Regions from separate parts of the Rattus norvegicus genome. Here region 1 is linked to region 2. Evidence: chromatin contacts called from public Hi-C data. All regions are on one chromosome and are shown on one strand. Each heading gives the region's core, a stretch centred on a gene start, on an enhancer-like site or on the middle of the called end of the contact. The rest is flanking DNA. Distances are from core to core; before and after follow the strand shown.

Evidence for each region. A called contact is a pair of places that touch in the nucleus more often than the background predicts.
Region 1: a Hi-C map of liver shows a contact between it and region 2, with 6 times the contacts expected there. The contact joins two enhancer-like sites. A contact is called at or near these places in 12 of 12 Hi-C or Micro-C datasets (the A7r5 cell line, the Rat2 cell line, Schwann cells and 7 more) and 1 of 1 datasets of contacts at active chromatin or transcription factors (oligodendrocytes).

The regions. Positions count from the first base shown.
Region 1 is chr1:262,387,757-262,390,925 of GRCr8, reverse strand. Mxi1 (MAX interactor 1, dimerization protein) reads right to left here. Exons shown (of 6, transcript NM_013160.2): 6 at 1,889-3,169. Among named protein-coding and RNA genes, the nearest start is that of Smndc1, 17 kb to the left of the region's middle. Within about 2 kb of position 1,740, at least 4 of the 93 cell types and tissues checked have an H3K27ac peak or open chromatin away from gene starts, as enhancers often do. A contact at or near this core is called in liver, where this site is marked.
Region 2 is chr1:262,268,536-262,271,473 of GRCr8, reverse strand. No RefSeq gene overlaps it. Among named protein-coding and RNA genes, the nearest start is that of Mxi1, 79 kb to the left of the region's middle. Within about 2 kb of position 1,478, at least 3 of the 93 cell types and tissues checked have an H3K27ac peak or open chromatin away from gene starts, as enhancers often do. A contact at or near this core is called in liver, where this site is marked.

The sequences.
Region 1 (3,169 bases), core at 491-2,990, 120 kb before region 2:
GAAATCCCAACACCAAGGAGGGGGAGACTGGAGGATCCCTGGGGCTTGCTAGCTAACGAGCCTGATCGACTTGCTAAGTTCCAGGCCAATGAGGGGCTCAGTCTTAAGGATAGATGGTAGCTAAAAAATGATGCCTAGAGACGTTTGGCTTACAAACACACATGCACATACCCGCACGCAGGGGCACACAGTCCCCTCTTCTTGATTTAAGCTTTTCTACATTTCAAGACTGAGTAAATCAGTAACTCTGTAGTAGGAAACGGGCTCAATGGAGAAACAGGTCATTTGCCCCAGGCTCTATCCCATGTTGGGGCTGAGTAAAATGGAAAGTTTTATTTTGTCTGGTTTTATCTTGGGAGGTTTTTTGTTTGTTTGTTTGTTTGTTTTTGTTTTTTTAAGATAGGAATGGTAAAAGGGAAAGATAGTGGCTTTCAAGGGGAAAAATTGAGTATTTTAGGATGAACCATTCCTCAGGATATATGAGCCAAGAAACCTTATGGCCCTGAGGTTAAGGGCTCTGCCTCAATTCTCAGCTTTTAAGAATTTTTGTAGTTCAAAACAAATAACAAAGTTCCCTTTACAGCCGTTACCTCTGCTGATCAGAGACTGAATCAAAATGACTTTGTCAGGCTCCTTTGGTATATAAACAGGTATGGGAATTAACCTGTACCTCTTCATACAAGAACATAGGTAGGGGCAGGCATTTCCCTAACGTTGAGGCCAGCCCATCTTAAAGAACAAAAATACAGGCATTAGATAGAATACCTTAATAAGGCAGTGGGAACAGGTGGGCTTCATTGCCTACGGTGGCTGAAGAAATCCCAAGAGGACATCTTTGTGATGCTTGAAAGCCGTTACCAGTTGTCAGCACAGGAAAATACTAGTCAGGTTGTATTGAACTAGGGTAGATAATTGTTAAATTTTACAATAGGAATGGTGGCTGAATTCATACTGCTATTATAATTTCTGATATAAAGGCAAAAATACATTTAGAAGGTAAGGGCACTCAAGAAATTTTACCCACAGAGGGTGCCAAGCAGGTATCTTTTATCTGATTTCTATTTCTTGCATAACTAGTCTTTAAGCCAACCCGTCTTTTAGAGTTAATATTTAACCACACAATCTACCCGTGTGTCCTCCTTCCCCAAGAGCAAACTGGGGAAGGAGTAGTGTTGGAACATCTAGTTAATGTTATGTGCAGGTTTGTAATGAAGGCTTGCAGTCCATCATCCTGTATAAACACAAAATGACAGCATAGAGTTTGTCTGAATGATGTTCCAAATTTCAGTCCTGGGCCAAGATGACGTCAATTAACACCATGAGAAAAGGAAGAAGCTGTAGTTGGACGGTAGTGGTGCACACCTTTAATCCCAGTACTCAGGAGGCAGAGACAAGTGGATCTCTTGAGTCCGAGGCCAGCCTGGTCTACAAATTGAGTTTGAGGGCTGCTAGGGCTAGAGAGAAATCCTGTCTTGAACCCTAGCTCCCCGCACCTTCCCCAACCCCTTAAAAAGGGAGAATAACGAAACCACACAATGGCTTCCATTTCCTTTCCATGGTAAAGACACACTTCAGAGAAAGCTCAGACAGCTAAGCCACAGAGCACATCTTACCTGGCCGGGAGTGACTGAGGGAAACCAGAGGGTTTTTCCATTCTCTCCTCAGCACCTGAAGGTTACAGCCAGAGTAACTGGAGGCATGCACTGTTTCACAACTACTTCAAAGGACTTCACTCAGACAGCCCAAGCAAGGACGGAGTACTTTTTGCAGGCACACAAAGAGCACTGGGTAGTGTGCTGGGCCCTTATGTGTGACCAAGACGGTGCGTTTCCTGTACGGAGACGTGCTGTTCCCAGAAGGAAGCTCTGACATTAACACACAACTCGACTGCACTGCTGAATATGGTTGTTTTTATTTTCTTTCTCCTTGCCCAGCCCTATCTAAACATAAAATAAAACTACAGGACTGAAATTAACAACCCATTAAAATCGGCAATAAGTTATGAAAATCATAAAGCTTTTTTTTTTAAGTAATTAAGGGTAGTTAAATTATTTAAAGAATACAAAGTCCGAACAGCTTGGGGTAAGGTATCCAGAAAGGCTTCCCGGAGCAAAGCAGTGGCCCAGAGGGAAACCTTCGAGTTTGAAAGGAGGGAGCACATGACACGGAGTGCGGGCTGGAAGTCTCACCCAGAAGATAACATTTCTGCAGGTATTTGTGAGAGCAACAGTAGCACCTGCACAGTGGGATTGTGGGGAGGAAACTGCCTGTAGAAAATGCAGATCTTTACATTAAATGAGACAAGTGCGGAACATAACTATGTTAACTAGGATAGTGTGCCTACCACGGGTATCAGACGGTTAAAAGCTGGTAAAAGGGAATGGTCCTAAAGAAAACAAAAACAGCATTGCCTTCGTCTACCCAGCCCAGACCTCATCCGTCCTGCGCACTGAAAAGAGTGAGGCGTGAGGTGTTTATCATTATCAAATGCTGCATCAAAATAGATGATTTCCCCCACGTGTTTTATTCCACTATAAAAGACATCTATGTTTACTTATGGACAAGCTTTAAAAAGATGTCATTTTGGTTTTCAACACATACAAACAGTTATCAAAATCTCAAATAAAAATGCTGTGGTGGCTCAGACCTTGGCCTGCTACACTGCGTGCACAGCTCCTCAGATCCGCGCAGACACCGAGGCTCGCACACGGAGCTGTTCCTCCTGTGATTCAGGCTGTCATGCATGGGCTGCCCCTACGTGGCCGAAGGGTGGCGAGCGGGTGCTTGCCTGCTCTAGTGCTATCAATGCAGGTAAGGTTAGCTGGCTTAGCATGGAATCCAACAGAAAGCTGAGCTGCATGATGATCTCGTTCAAAAGGCTTCATGGGAGTCTCTCCTTTTGTAGAGCACGATATGAGCTTTTTAAAAATTCATTTTTTAAAAGAATTGATCATCCACAGGCTTCATGATACACAGAGGCTGAGTTTTAATAGCTCTTTAGCTATCCAAGATTAATGCCTGATTATCCTGTCTTCTCCTTACTCTAAGTTTGATTTTGTTTCTAGGACCAAGAAGCTCAGGAAGGGTTCATAACCCTATCCTTAAATGTCTGCTCAACACGGAGTGAGCAAACTACAACAGGAGAATGGAGTCTCCATTGTCTCTTAAG
Region 2 (2,938 bases), core at 229-2,728:
AAGGGCAAAACGTGGGGACGATGGGCACAAAAGCCATGGCTCTTCTCAGAGAGGCAGTGGCTCGTGGGACTCGGGAGTCAGAGACAGCAGAGTTGGAATTCCCACCCCACTTAATCATGGCTTGGGCACAGTGTTCAATCTCCGTGGGCCTGCAGGTCTTTACTCGTGAACAGGGTAGGCGGCCATAGCCTGACACCTTCATAGTCCGAGGAGTGTGATGGTCCAGATGGCATTTGCCAAGCCAGGTGCAACGCACAGCAGCCTGGGGCTGGCTGTCATTTCCGTCCACCCTACCACTAGGCCACCTCTCCAGAGCCCACGCCTGATGCTTTCAGGGGCTCAGGGTGACTTGGTAACAGGCCATTGTACAGAGGTTGGTTCAGGGGCTCACAGGACAGACTGACACTGACTCAGGCCTGGTCAGCAGGCAAGATATAGACTCACCCTGACCTACTCATGAATGTCATATATCCTGGAGCTTCCAAGGAAGGGGCCAACCCAGCTATGAGGCAAGCTAAGGTCAGTTCTAAATTGCTGGCTTTAAGGCCAGGATGAAGGTCTGATATAGTCGGCCAGTGGTAGGTTTACAGACTTGGTGACTCCCAGGGTCCCTCTACTCCATGAAGGGTGGCTCTGGCCCATCCCGTGAAGTGCCTGCTGGGATAGGGCAACTTGCCCAAACACACCTCATATCCAGGCCAACCAAGACCCAATTGCTCTACGGGAGTAAAGCCTGGAGCCTCTGCTGATAGCTCCCTTTGCTCTCCCACCGCCCAGGGAGGGGCCTGAGCCACACCCAGAGACAGCGCTGTCTGGGAGCCAGATCATTGTTGGCAACCAATGGGTGTCAGAAGTCTTAAGTCTCCCCTAGGTATCGGGTCACACTGCTCGTCTCCCTACCGGCAGTTTTTTCCTGCCGGGCCGCTTTGGTAAATTGACCTTCTTCATTATGCCTGCCTGCCTCTGGATCCAGATTAATAGGTCAGTAGGCAAGCTTCTTACCTGGGCTTCAGGCCCACAGTAAGAGTCCTGGCCTTTCAGCTTTTAACATAGGGGAAATTCTCTGTGCAGACACTTGTGCCTGCGACGAGTACCGGTGGAGAATGCTCCAGGCATGAGCCCTGGTAAAATGAAAAGAATATCCGACAGAAACGTTTGTTTCCGGGGGGACGGGACTGCCACTGCTGAGAGGAAGTGGAAGTGGGAAGTCAGCCTTGCTTCCTGTCCCCCAAGTCCCGACGCTAAGCTCACACCAATGCGAGCTAGCCCTCTCCTGGACCAGCTCCATCTCCCAGCTGAGAAGACAGGCCTTTAGAAGAAACATTGTAATGGCTATGGCCAGAGTGGGGAGAAATCTATATTTGGAAGCACACACAAGTTGAGTGGGTGGTTCCCTGGCCTTATCAGGTGCCCACAGGACAGCAAGGCACCAGGGCCGATGGGATGTCCTATCTCCTCCGTGCTGGACTTGGCTCTGTCCCCATACGAGGGAGGAGGGCCTTGCCCTCTCACCTCTGGGCTCCGCAGCAGACTGCTCTGTTGACCCTATGGGCTTCCACGGTGCCAGCAGCCATGATGAGGAGCTCGATGCTTCTCCAAGCCGGGGGTTAAAGGAGGCAAATATGGGTAAAGGGAGACACAGGGGTACAGCTGGAGGAGGTTCCACGCCCGTGTGGTCTGTGTGTTACAAGCACATCCAACAGCTGTCAGAACATCTTCATATGCTAATCTCATTTCTCTCTGGTGGCAGAATGGCCTTGGCTTAGACAGTCAAAGCAGTAAGTTCTCGGAGACTCTGTTTTCCACTGAGCATGGGAGGGGTCTTGGGTTGATGTGGATGATATGCTCCTCTGTCACTGGCCCCGACCTTGAGCAAGCTCTTCCTCCTCTCCAGAGCTCCACTTTCCTCATCCTATGAATCCAGCCCCACCATGGAAACCAAGTACACACAAACACCCATGACACAGAAGAGATCCGGCTTAGAGTACCTTCCCTCCGCTCTGCTGTCACCTAATGTCACTGATTGGTGGTCTGAATGAGAATGGCCTCACAGGCTCATAGATGGGAGTCCTTAGTCATGACTTAGTGGTTCTATTTAAAAGGATTAAAAGGGTCAGGAAGTATGTCACCAGGCCCAGTGTCTCTCATGGCCTTGTCGTGCTAGCCAAGGCTAGCCTCTCGAATGCTGGGATTACAGGTATGCACTACTTAGTGGCTCATTTTTGATGGATAAAACCTGCCTGAATTGAAGGCACATGACTGCTGCCCAGGTGCTACGGTTTCCATTTTGTTCTTTACTCTGGGAACAACCTTGTCAGAAGGACACTAGAGAAAATCAGGAGAAATCCACACAGGGAACATCTACTGTCCACCATCAATACCAACAATGCTCAAGCCTGGCCAGGTTCTCAGATGGCTCTGGCTGACATCCTAGCTGCAACGTCTTCTGACTTCAACCTCATCGAAATCGAGATACAGCAGCAAATGTGCAGTCTGACCTTACGTGTACACCAAGTGTGGCAGTGTAACAACTTAAATCTTCTCAAAGAGTGGCAGGTACTCTTAACTGCAGAGCTCTCTCTCCAGCCCCCTTCAGGGCGCATTGTTTAAACATCTGCATTTCGGAGAGATTTATTACCTAGCATTAGATACCCACTGCCTTCCAAAGAGGTTTTGAAATTGAATAGGTAAAAGTAAAACAGGATGGAAATGGGGGTGGGGGGTGGGTGGATCTGAAGATGACTGGTGTCATAAATGGTGAAGGATGACGTCATAAACGGTGGGCCAGCCCAGGTGTATCCCCTAGAACCCCCCAAGAGGTGGAGACAGGAGCATCATAAATATAGAACTGGATGGTGGTTGTGGGTCGGCTGTACCAGAAAATGAAGATGAAACACAGCTGTAAGCTCCTGGAAGCCGGGACAAGAAGGTTGCTCTC